Regions from separate parts of the Gossypium arboreum genome. Here region 2 is linked to region 1. The links are chromatin contacts, called in public Hi-C maps. All regions are on one chromosome and are shown on one strand. Each heading gives the region's core, a stretch centred on a gene start, on an enhancer-like site or on the middle of the called end of the contact. The rest is flanking DNA. Distances are from core to core; before and after follow the strand shown.

Region 1 (5,414 bases), core at 2,137-4,636:
ACAGTCAAATATATATATTTGATTATCAATAAAAATATTTTTGATTCAGTGCATAGCTTACATTGATTGAAACAAATATCTAATATTCTTACTTTGCAGTCTATCATTAAAACATATAAGATGCCCTTGCATTGCATAAGCTCGGACCAACTACGTATTTTACACCCAAAAAAGGCCAAGTTGGTTCATAAACTAGTCTCTAGTTTGGTTTTAACCTTGATCACTGGCCTCTTAACGGTCTTTTTGTGTGTAGCACAGCAAGGGAGAACCATAAAGTAAAACGAAATAGGCAAAACATTGATGGAAATAAAGAGATGAAACCATTATTAAGGATGAACAATTGGTTCACCCAAATTTTCATTAGCTGATGTATACATGCTGTCTATAAGATCTATAGACTTTGAGAAAAGAAACGTTACATAGTTCACCGCAGTATTGATCACCTGAGGTTGCTGGCAGGGTGGTCACCATCATGCTTTTCACGGCAGCCAAAAATTTCAATTCGGGTGAATATCCGGTCAGCTTACAGTAAAGAAAGAAAAGTCAACAGAATGTGGTATCCATGCCCTTTTTTACGTTAGAGTGACAGAGTTGTTCTTAATAGTCAGCTTGGAGGAAACGCTCGTATTGTGTCCCATTTAACGTCTTTATCACATCATCCCAGTTCTTCACAAAATCAGATAATGGACCTTTGTGTATTTTAACCTGTCGACTAGTCAATTCCATCCGCGGAAGACCTAGAAACTCTTGAACATCATCTAGTTTCTGGGACAAGCATGGGAAACAATGACATAAAGCAGAGGTACAAGTTAGACAAGAATGCTTACTTCGAAATGGCATTAACATAAAAGAATCTAGAAGAAATGAGTTAAGAAAAATGGCATTGCATAAGAGGATAGCAAATCATTTAGGACGGAAGGCGTGTATACTAGGACATTTACTAAAAAGCTGTTTAGCAGTCTGGAAGTATGGTAAATATTTCACGAAAACTTGTTACTATCCTTACCGTATTGTTTGTGAAAAGATCCTCATAGTACACAACCATGTGACGGGTGCTGTTGAAGTATTCCAAAGCCTTGACAGCATCCATCTCCACTTCTCTCAGATCACTTATTAATGATGTAGAGTTGATTATCGGCTTGTAACTTGAAAGAGCAGCCGCCTACATTAAGTGACTAGCAATAATTTCAAGATTCTCCAACAATGAAAGACAAAAAGAAAAAAGGGCAAAAGAGTGTGTCTATGGTGGGATAGGTATAGAGACAAATACCTCTTCCTGTGAATGAACATGAGACTTGTGGGTTCCATTTAATAGCTTAGCATAACGGTCATGTGAATTTGCAAGCAATGAAACCATTCTTCGAAGCAAATTTCTTCGGAAGAGAAACACGACAGAAACTCCCCGATAATTGAAGTATTCTACTATTTCTTTATGGTACTCTATCAATCCCTGCATAAAAATAAATCTAGCAGTTAGCAAATAAACCATAAAGCAACCCCTGGGATTCAAATAATTTCCATCCATCATATAGAATAATGACCATCTTAAACTCAGCCTCTCGCATGACTTCTTCTATGGTTAATCACTGTATAGAAATCGGGAGATACAAAAATCATATATCTAAAAGTAAGTACACTACAGATAAAACATACAAGCAAGCAAATCTGAAGTCTTTAACATTTAACCAGAAATTCCCTCAAAACTTGATTCAATGACAGTTAGAGGTCTCCTGACCAAAGCCTCGCAAATTCAATTTCTTTTTGGAAGGGATCTTGTCAAACATTTTTTTCTCATTTTTATGTATAAGAAAAAGGTATCAGATCACATAGGAACACAAATATATATAATTGTAATTTTGCAATGGTAAAATTTGTTTGAAAATTCAACTACATTTACTTACCTGATTCAACATCCACTTGAAGCCAACAGCAGCAGAGCACTCATTCTTGGAAGCACTATTGAACCAATCTAACTTGTAAACTCTATCTAAAGTCTGCATAATTGTTGAAATGTTTTTCCTCCTATCCATTGCACAGAATATCTCCCCATTTGAGCTTATATTAATATGACTATTTAGCAAAGTCTCAAACCATCCACTTCCTGACCTTTGCATCGACAATATGGCAAAGAATCGTACCGGATTTTGTATGCATTCACCCCTACCAAAGTATTAAAAACCAAAATCTTAAGATAATTTAACTAAAAAGAAGAGAAAAAAAAAACTCCAAATGGAAGTATACATGTTTACCTGCTAAAAGTTTGAGGCTTAGGGTAATGCAAGGTAGGAATTCGAGCTTCTAATTGTACAAGAATGTTCCTATCTGGAGATGGACTCTCAATGAGTTGGAGGTTCTGAGTTTTGATCTTGCTAACTGTATTTATCTGCCTTAAACAGACTGTACAGATATAAATACCACACACAATACCAAACAATAAAACTATTGTCCTTAAGAACACTGGAGACTTCTTGGGAGACTTTACAATTACTGTCTCCTGCATAGAAAAGGAGGAAAAATATTAAGATTTTGACATACAAGCAAACACTTTTAGTAGCAAAGTAAAGAGGAATTGTTCTGAGATATATTTCAAACTGGTGTAACTAGGCAAGCTAAAAAAAAGTAAAGGTGCCCTCTGTAAAAGAAAAAGGGAAATAGAAGAGAAAGTTAAAACTTAAAACCCATTTTAATAGTTTGATCAGAGTCCTAAAACAGAAACAAAAAAAATAATACAATGTTGGTTCAAGAACAAGTGGAGAAAAACCCAGATCCAAACATGCAAACACAAATTATCCTTCAAACCCAGCAATATATTGTTTACAAAGACGGAACTACTAACTTAACAAAATGAAAATGTTTGAGCAGGGAATCAAGGAAAATCAAAATACTTTTTCTCGAAAAATTTGAGCTTTGGCATCATTCGACACAATCCAGGGCCATTCAACAGAAATTTGAGTCATTTTTAAGCGTCACAAAAGAAAACCAAGTACAAACCCAGCAAAGAAAAGAACCCAGACAGCAAAATGAAGTGAAAAAATAAAGGGTACCTTGTGAAACAAACAGACGTATTCAGCCATAGATGTGTTTGGCAGAAGGTGAAGCAACCCCAGAAAGTAAAAATGAAAACAAGAGATTAAAGTGTGTAAATATATATATTCACAAAGCCGAAGAAAAAGAGGAGGCTTCATTGGAATTATCCATATTGTATTTGCCTTTGTTTTCTCAGCTGCTATTAAAACAATGCCAAGAAGGGGGCTAAAACCAAAGAAAGGAAGAAGAAGTAGCCAAAGAGGAGGCAAAATCCTTGTGAAGTAAACAGTGGAGCAAAGTTGAGCCTTCTATTTTCCTCTTTTGCCTCGTGGAAAACTATGACACGAAAGGAAAACAAATATATAAGCCTTGTTTTCTTAGTGTTTTTTAAATGAATCTAAAATCATATATTTTTGTTGTTTATGATTGGTACAGCTATGTACATTAGTTTGTGCAAAAACGCCAAAGAGCTAGTCAAGGTAAAGGCGGCCCTGGCCCTATTTCACAAATCTAAAAGCGTACGGCCGTGTCAAGTGGAAGGAAGGAAGGAAGTGATTGCTTCTTCTTTTATGAACTAATTACTCAAATCTCAAACCAAATTTAACCCAGCGACGATTTTGTGGATAAAACAAATATAGAAATTGTCTTCATCAAACCATGCATCACATTCTTCTTATACCACCAAGATTTCATTTCATTCATGATTAATTTTCCGATTTATTAAATTTTAGTTCAATAGACATTATTGTATATTCATATCATTGTTACATATTTAAAGTACATAATATTTTTAATTTAAGAATTTGAAGTATGAATAATAATAAGAATTATATTTTAAAAAATTTGATTCAAATTTCAAATTATAAAGTTGATTTGTTATAGTTTTTGAATCATTTTGAATAAATAATTTAAATAGTTTATTATAATTCAATATTTTTGTGTGCACAATTTTGAAACTTAACTATTGAATATAATCGTAGGTACTACTTTTAAAGAATCAAATAAATTAGTGTAGCTTTTCGAGTTAAAGCCAAAACAATTTTTTTAAAAAAATTCTCAATTTTCTTGATTGCTAAGAGTAATATACTTATTATAATAGTTAAAAATTGTGATATTGTGATTAGTGTGAATTTTTCTAGATTAACTCTGTTTTTGATAAATCATTATTTAACTCTTAATAAAGTTTCAATTAATTCAAATTTTAATTGAATAAAATAATTATCTAAATTGAAAAAAGAAGAAGTTGATTTTATTTTTAAAAAAATATTCAAAATATTTTGTTAAAAAAGAAATATTCCTTTTAGAAAATGAAAATTTCAAATTATTATATTAATTTTTTTTCAAAACTATCAAAAATAATATAAATATCATATTAGTAAGATTAAAATTATGAAATAAATCATTTTTAAAAATTAAATATTTTATTAACAATATAAATATATTCCATACTTTATTTTTATTAACATAACAGACAGTTTTATAATGGAACTATATACTAAACATTTTCAATTTATCAAACAAGACTTAGTTATTAGCTATAATTTTCACTTAAAATTGTGCCTATGATTTTTCTATTTTTTAGTTAAGACCCAAATTGTGACATTTTTACTTCACTTGGAACAAATTTGTTCAACTTTCATAAAATGTCAAATTAAATTAAATAGATAAAATGAATTTAACAGTGTCACCCTCTTCATAGATAAGTAGAAGACAATGGAGAAGGGGTGAAATTGAAAATGAAGGGGGTGTTCCAATGTAGTAGTGTAAAATAATGAGATTAGCATTTATGGGAAATAAATGCTTCAAGGAATCTATTTTAAACAAATCCACCTCTTGTTTGACTTTGATTTCTAATCTCAATTTATGATACCATAATCTATTTGGCACGTGTTATGGTGTTGGACACTGTATCAATCAAATTCCACTAACCAAACACTTGGTTTAACTCACTTGGATAAATTTTAAATTTTAAAGAGTATAGGGATTTGGGGAGATATTATACCTTAAGATTTTTGAATTCAAAACTTTGGGTTTTTCGTTTGTGTGAGGCTCCATACAACTTCACGTGACAAGCTAGAAATTATTTTTGTAAAACATATATATTTTTATGAGAGTAAAATATAGTTTTATTATTATATTAATTTATATTTTATAAAAGTTAAAGTATTAAATTAAATTTTATCAAATTTAAGAGATTAAAGTATAAATTGACTATTTACTAATTTAAATTTTATAAAATATAAAAAGTTCAATATGATTTTTGTTATTTTAGGGGCTAGCTCATACTAGCCCGTTTGTACCATACTATTATAAAAATAATATGGATATTCAAGTATTAAAAGTTAAATTATATTTTAATTTTTTATTTAAAAGCGAATAGCAAACGG
Region 2 (5,414 bases), core at 1,433-3,932, 140 kb after region 1:
TTAACAAAGCAACTTTAACTATTGGTTTATTTATTTATTTTCCAAATTTTATCCAATGAAGAAACATATAAATTATTTAACATTGGCTTTGATTTATTAAATAAAACAGTTATCATATTTGATTGAACTTTAAAAGTACAGAGACAATGCAAAATCCAACTTCAAAAAAATAAGAATTATGAGGGAGGGATTAGATTCGTAAATGTTTCAAAAACCTGAAATGCCTGAAACAAATCCCCCTTGGCAAATCTCAAGCTATCAATAGCCCCTTGTCTTGTAAGCTCTACAGCATGCGCAAGTGCTTGTATATCCACCTGGATTTCAAAATCAACACAGAAATATAGAAGGCATCCATGTGAACTGGCAGAACACATAATACAGAAAATTCATGCATCAACCCATTTGAAAATACAAGTCATTTTATCCTCAAGAAACAAGTAAAAACGCCCTAGATAAGAAAACTGCACCTCATCAAATGGTTGTGCCTCATACAAACTCTCTTGAGGTATTGCAGGAGGATCACGTTCCTCAAGTAGCAATCTCTCAGTAAGATCTGAAATAGGTGATAAAATTCCTTGTCGAAAGCAAAATCCTTTATGAATGCTGAAAATGTAGGAAACCATTGTAAACTTATCAAAATCAATATAAGCACACTATCTCACAGAAAGTATCCCATGAGATTATATCTATTGAGAGTTGCTGTGTACCTTATCAAATATCTCAAGGTCATTGAAAAGATTGGATTATATGCATGTAAATGGGCTCTTAAAACAGAAGACATTAATCCAGCAATCTCATACCTCCTCTTCTCAGCCCACTGTGCACATTATAACAATTTCTTGTAAGCACAATACTCCTTTTCTCACCAATCATAGTAAGATTTACCATGGGAACAAATTCCAACTCACCTCATTTGCCACTGGGGAAGTCTGATCATCCTTGTCATATATAAAGGCAAGAAGAACATGCTTGAATTCCTCATATGCTTCCTTAAATACAGATGCAAAAATCTATCAGAACTCCCAAGTGAACAGAATATATTTCAATTGATCAATCGTCTTTTAGGCATGTTATACAGGCATTAAATTGATTCTATAAAAGTACTATAAGCAGCAGTCAGACCGCCAAATCCACCCCAAAAATGTCACCAAGTAACTGTACTTTAAGTTGAAAAACATTTCAGAGATTTGATTCTCCTTATCCTTGATTGTAAGTCAACTCTAAAACCCCAACAGCACTCCAAGTCTAAGATTGGATCACCTTATCCAAATGACTAGCTTTTAAATTTATGCACGTTCTATATGGTCAATAACATTGACACGTATCTGGGAAGTTCATTTTCCAGTTATAATGTCTAGTCTCTGAAGGTTTGAAAAAAATCAAACCTCCTCCAAATCTCAATTAAGAATTTCGTAGAACACGAGCATATAGGGTGACAGGAAGACAATTACCGCAGCTGCTAAAAGGTTCCCTTTTCATATTTTTAAAATTCCACTTCAAAATGGAATTCCCAACATCACACCAGCACCGTAACTCCCTATACTCTATCTCCATTATTTACCAGAATCAAATAAAAGACCCACATCAGAAGAATAGCACAATCTTTTCAAACCAGATTAAGGATTAAGAAAATATACAAAGCACTTTAGCTGACAATAAGATGCCCTTCACTACAATGAAACTTTAAAGACCACACCTTGCATGTATCATACTATTCCTCTTAATTAATTCAAATAAAAACGGCGATGAATAAAAGAATAATACTAAATCAAGGTTCCTCAAATTTAAAAAAGAAAAAAAGAAAAAAAGAAAAAAAAAAGTAGTATCTTAGGCGTCCAAATATTAAATTAAAAGGCAAAAAAAAAACGAAAAAAAAAACAAAGGAAGATGACATTACTGGATAGGCATTGAGAGCACAAGGAGCAAGAAACGTCCTTAAGTAATCAATTGCAGGGCCACGATCCTCCGTAGTTCCTTCCCTCAATAATTCAATAAATTTCTTCAAAAGAAAACAAAACTTCAATCAAAGATGTAAAATTTAAAACTCCAAAAACGAAGGAACTAATTACAGCTAAAGCACATTCTAATTAATAAAAAATAATAAGAGAGGAGTAGGAGATTAACCTGTTTCTGTAACCGAAAGAGAAGGCGATGATCTTCCAGGACAAAAGGAGCATGAACTCGGAAGAGATCGATGGCGGCGTCAACGTCACCGGCCTCTAAAGAGCGTCTGATCTGGCGAATGATTAACCTGGAATGATAAGAAGAGGAAGAGAGGGAAGGGGAAGAGGAGAGAGAAGGCGAAGAGGGTGGGGAAGAGTCCTCGATCAAGTTTTCTGATTTGGCGAAATCGATGATGAGAGCGTCGAGTGCTTCCCAGTTGACAGGGGAAGAGTCCATGTGTGTTTGGTTAATTTTCTGGGGAAAAGTTTTTTGAGAGAGAATAGAAAAAGTGTAAAATGTTAAAATTGCTGATTCTGTTTGTTTTTTCAATCTTCTTGTGTGTGGATTTGGAAAAGGAAAAGAGCAAAATCCCCCATGAAGCAATAATGGCGGCGGATAAGAGGTTGAAAAACTGGAATTTGGGGGTTATATAGGAGCCATGTGGCTGTTATTTTCTTTCTTTCTATTAGTTTTACTAGTGTTATCTCCGGTATTTGAAACTGCACGTCGCGTGGATATTATCTTTTATGAATCCCGGATTGTTTTTCCATTTTCCTTTCTTTATATTTTGAAATTAAAATTTTGATTAAAATGTATTATAAGTTTATATACACTTAATAAATTTAGATTTTAGATTTTAGATTTTATACTTTTATTTTTAACAATATAATCTTTCTATTTTTCAAATTTTGAAATTTCAGTTTAATTGTTAATATTGTTAAATTTTTTATCAAATTTGTTATTCTGAAATTTTGAAATAAAAATAATAATTAGTTGTTAACCATGTAATTAAAAATTATTTTATAATGGGGTTGAATTTAACAAAATAATTTTAATAATGTTAAAAGTTAGATATAGATTTTAAAATCTTAAAAAAGTAAAAAGAATAAATTTCTACTTAAAAGACTAAATGTCAAATTTATAAGAATATAAAACTTATTGCATTTTTAACCTAAAATTTTTCAACAAAGAAATTTTCACCATACATAAACTGATAGTTCGGAAAAATTAAGGAAAATGTTGATTTAAAGTAAAAATTAAGGGCAAAATTAGGGGAAAATGTTGATTTAAAATAAAAATTAAGGAATTGAGACTATTTTTGAGAAAAATTAAGAATTTAGGCCAACTTTGCAAGACGTAACTCTCGCGTAAGTAAAAATGCATTATGTTAAACACATTTTCATTGAAATCACATTCAATAGGGCGTGTTTTTGCCTACATGACACCAACGCTCTACAAAACATTTAGAAAAAAAAAATATTAAGCTAGAATCATTAGATCTTATCGATTAGAAAATCTAGAAACTATTGAATCAATGATAAAATAAATATGTAATTTAAAAAAAAAAAGTTAAATAACCTAACGACTAACCCTCCCTCCATCCCTATATAAACCCTTTGCATTTCAATTCTTTCTCACTTAATTTCATCAAATCCAAATTCTAATTTTATTCTCAAAATCATCTTCCTCTCAATTTTCTATTTCAATCTAAATAAAATCTAAAATATATTTTCTTTTGTTACAAGATATTAGTAATTTCATGCCTTTGTTTAATTTTAATAATTTCAAATATCTCAAGTAACATAATGTAATTTTATCATCTCAAATATCTCAAGTAACAATAGGTTTAATAATAGGGCCAAATTATATTATACGATTTAACAATATTTTTATGTCAAATAAATTATTAATTTAATGGTATTTTAATAATGTTATAAAATTTAATTTTTTATTCATTAAATTAAATTTTTATATTGCATAAATTAATTTGATAAACGTTATGTGTTTTAAAAATGTCAATGACACTAATTTACATGGATCATAAACACATATCCAATGTCCAATTACGATGATATGAGAATATTATTATATTTTTTATTTTGTTAATAGCATTATTAAGTTTTTGAAATTTATTTAGTATTTTGATTGTGTTTTGTATTTATATAATTAGGACGAAGAACTAATTATTGAAACCTATACACACAATTTAAGTCTCAACTTGACCTGAATAATTGGGTCCATATCTTGAGTATTACATCTTGACACTTAACAAATTATCGAAATAGACATTTCCTACTCTGCGGACACCGCTATTTTATTTCTATACCTTTTGCTACAATATTTTCTGTCCAAACGTTTGCACGTTTAGCGGCGATCAGCAACCCATCTAAAGAATGCACAAGATTATCGACCTAAACATACAAGAGGAGAACGATCCAACTACACTTCACTATACCATTAAAAAAAAGTAGTTCTATCTCTTATCTATAGTGGGAGCACATACGGACAATGTGCAATCAAAAGTGATGGGAGTTACATAAAAACTTTTTAGTTTTATGTGCAATTGTTTTTATTTATTTTTATTGTTTTTTTTGTTGAATTTTTTTTTCTTTTGTGTGCATTGTGCTTGAACTGGCAGTACTGCAAGTGATTGGTTAACAGCATGTTAATAGGATTGGTTGCATAGAACTTGTAAATTTAACATGATAGTAAGATATTCTAGGTTGTTAAAATCTAGACTAGTTAGTTCATTCTATTACACTGTAAATAGGTAAAAATTGATAGAGTGTACCAAATGATGAATGAATACATCGGGAAACAGGTATGTTGTTTGAATTGTAGGAAGTTATAATTTTATAACTTCTATGATTGAATCTATGAATATTGAGGTGCCTAGGGATGACTTAATGCATTGTTTGGTAAAAAATAGTGCCAAAAAGCTAACCATATGCATTTATACCCTAGTACTGATATTTAAGCCTAATTCGCTTTTTGATGAGCCTTAGTATGAAACCTTGAGCTGAAAATAAAAGTTGTTTACCCTTTCTTGGTCCTTGAATTAATGCGCAAATTTAGACGTCGGCTCACAAATATTAAGGGCTAGGTAGATACATCAAAGAAGTTTCAAAAAAATGTAGAATGTAAAAGTAAAAAACGATATGATATAGTAATTATATGTTTCTTGCGGTTAAGTGCATAAATGAAAAATAGTCAGAGACCAAAAGTATTGTGAGGGGTAAAAGCAAAGCGAGAGATATAAAAGCATGGAATAGGTTTAAAAGCAGTGTAAGTGAAAAATAGTGAAATAAAGTGATCCCTTAAAGATCATTAATGCTTTGGAAGTTTTCATTCATGTTGCACAAAACTCGCTAAGCTGACTATACTTACCAATATTATACTGTGTATACACATATGGAGAGAAAAGGAAGGTGAGAGAAGGGGATATAAGGAGGTAAGTCGAAAATTATACC

What was found. Hi-C and Micro-C count contacts between places; a contact is called where the count stands out from the background.
Region 2: a contact with region 1 is called in a Hi-C map of leaf, with 2.3 times the contacts expected there. The contact joins the promoter of LOC108450442 here to the promoter of LOC108450785 in region 1. A contact is called at or near these places in 2 of 5 Hi-C or Micro-C datasets (both in leaf).

Annotation. Positions count from the first base shown.
Region 1 is chr11:31,686,832-31,692,245 of ASM2569848v2, forward strand. It overlaps LOC108450785, which reads right to left and starts at 3,387. Exons shown (of 6, transcript XM_017748551.2): 1 at 3,045-3,387; 2 at 2,250-2,494; 3 at 1,902-2,160; 4 at 1,271-1,450; 5 at 1,007-1,162; 6 at 324-765. The coding sequence starts at 3,185. The coding sequence ends at 598.
Region 2 is chr11:31,825,708-31,831,121 of ASM2569848v2, forward strand. LOC108450442 reads right to left here and starts at 2,683. Exons shown (of 12, transcript XM_017748070.2): 1 at 2,125-2,683; 2 at 1,898-1,999; 3 at 909-989; 4 at 708-817; 5 at 468-603; 6 at 216-314. The coding sequence starts at 2,400.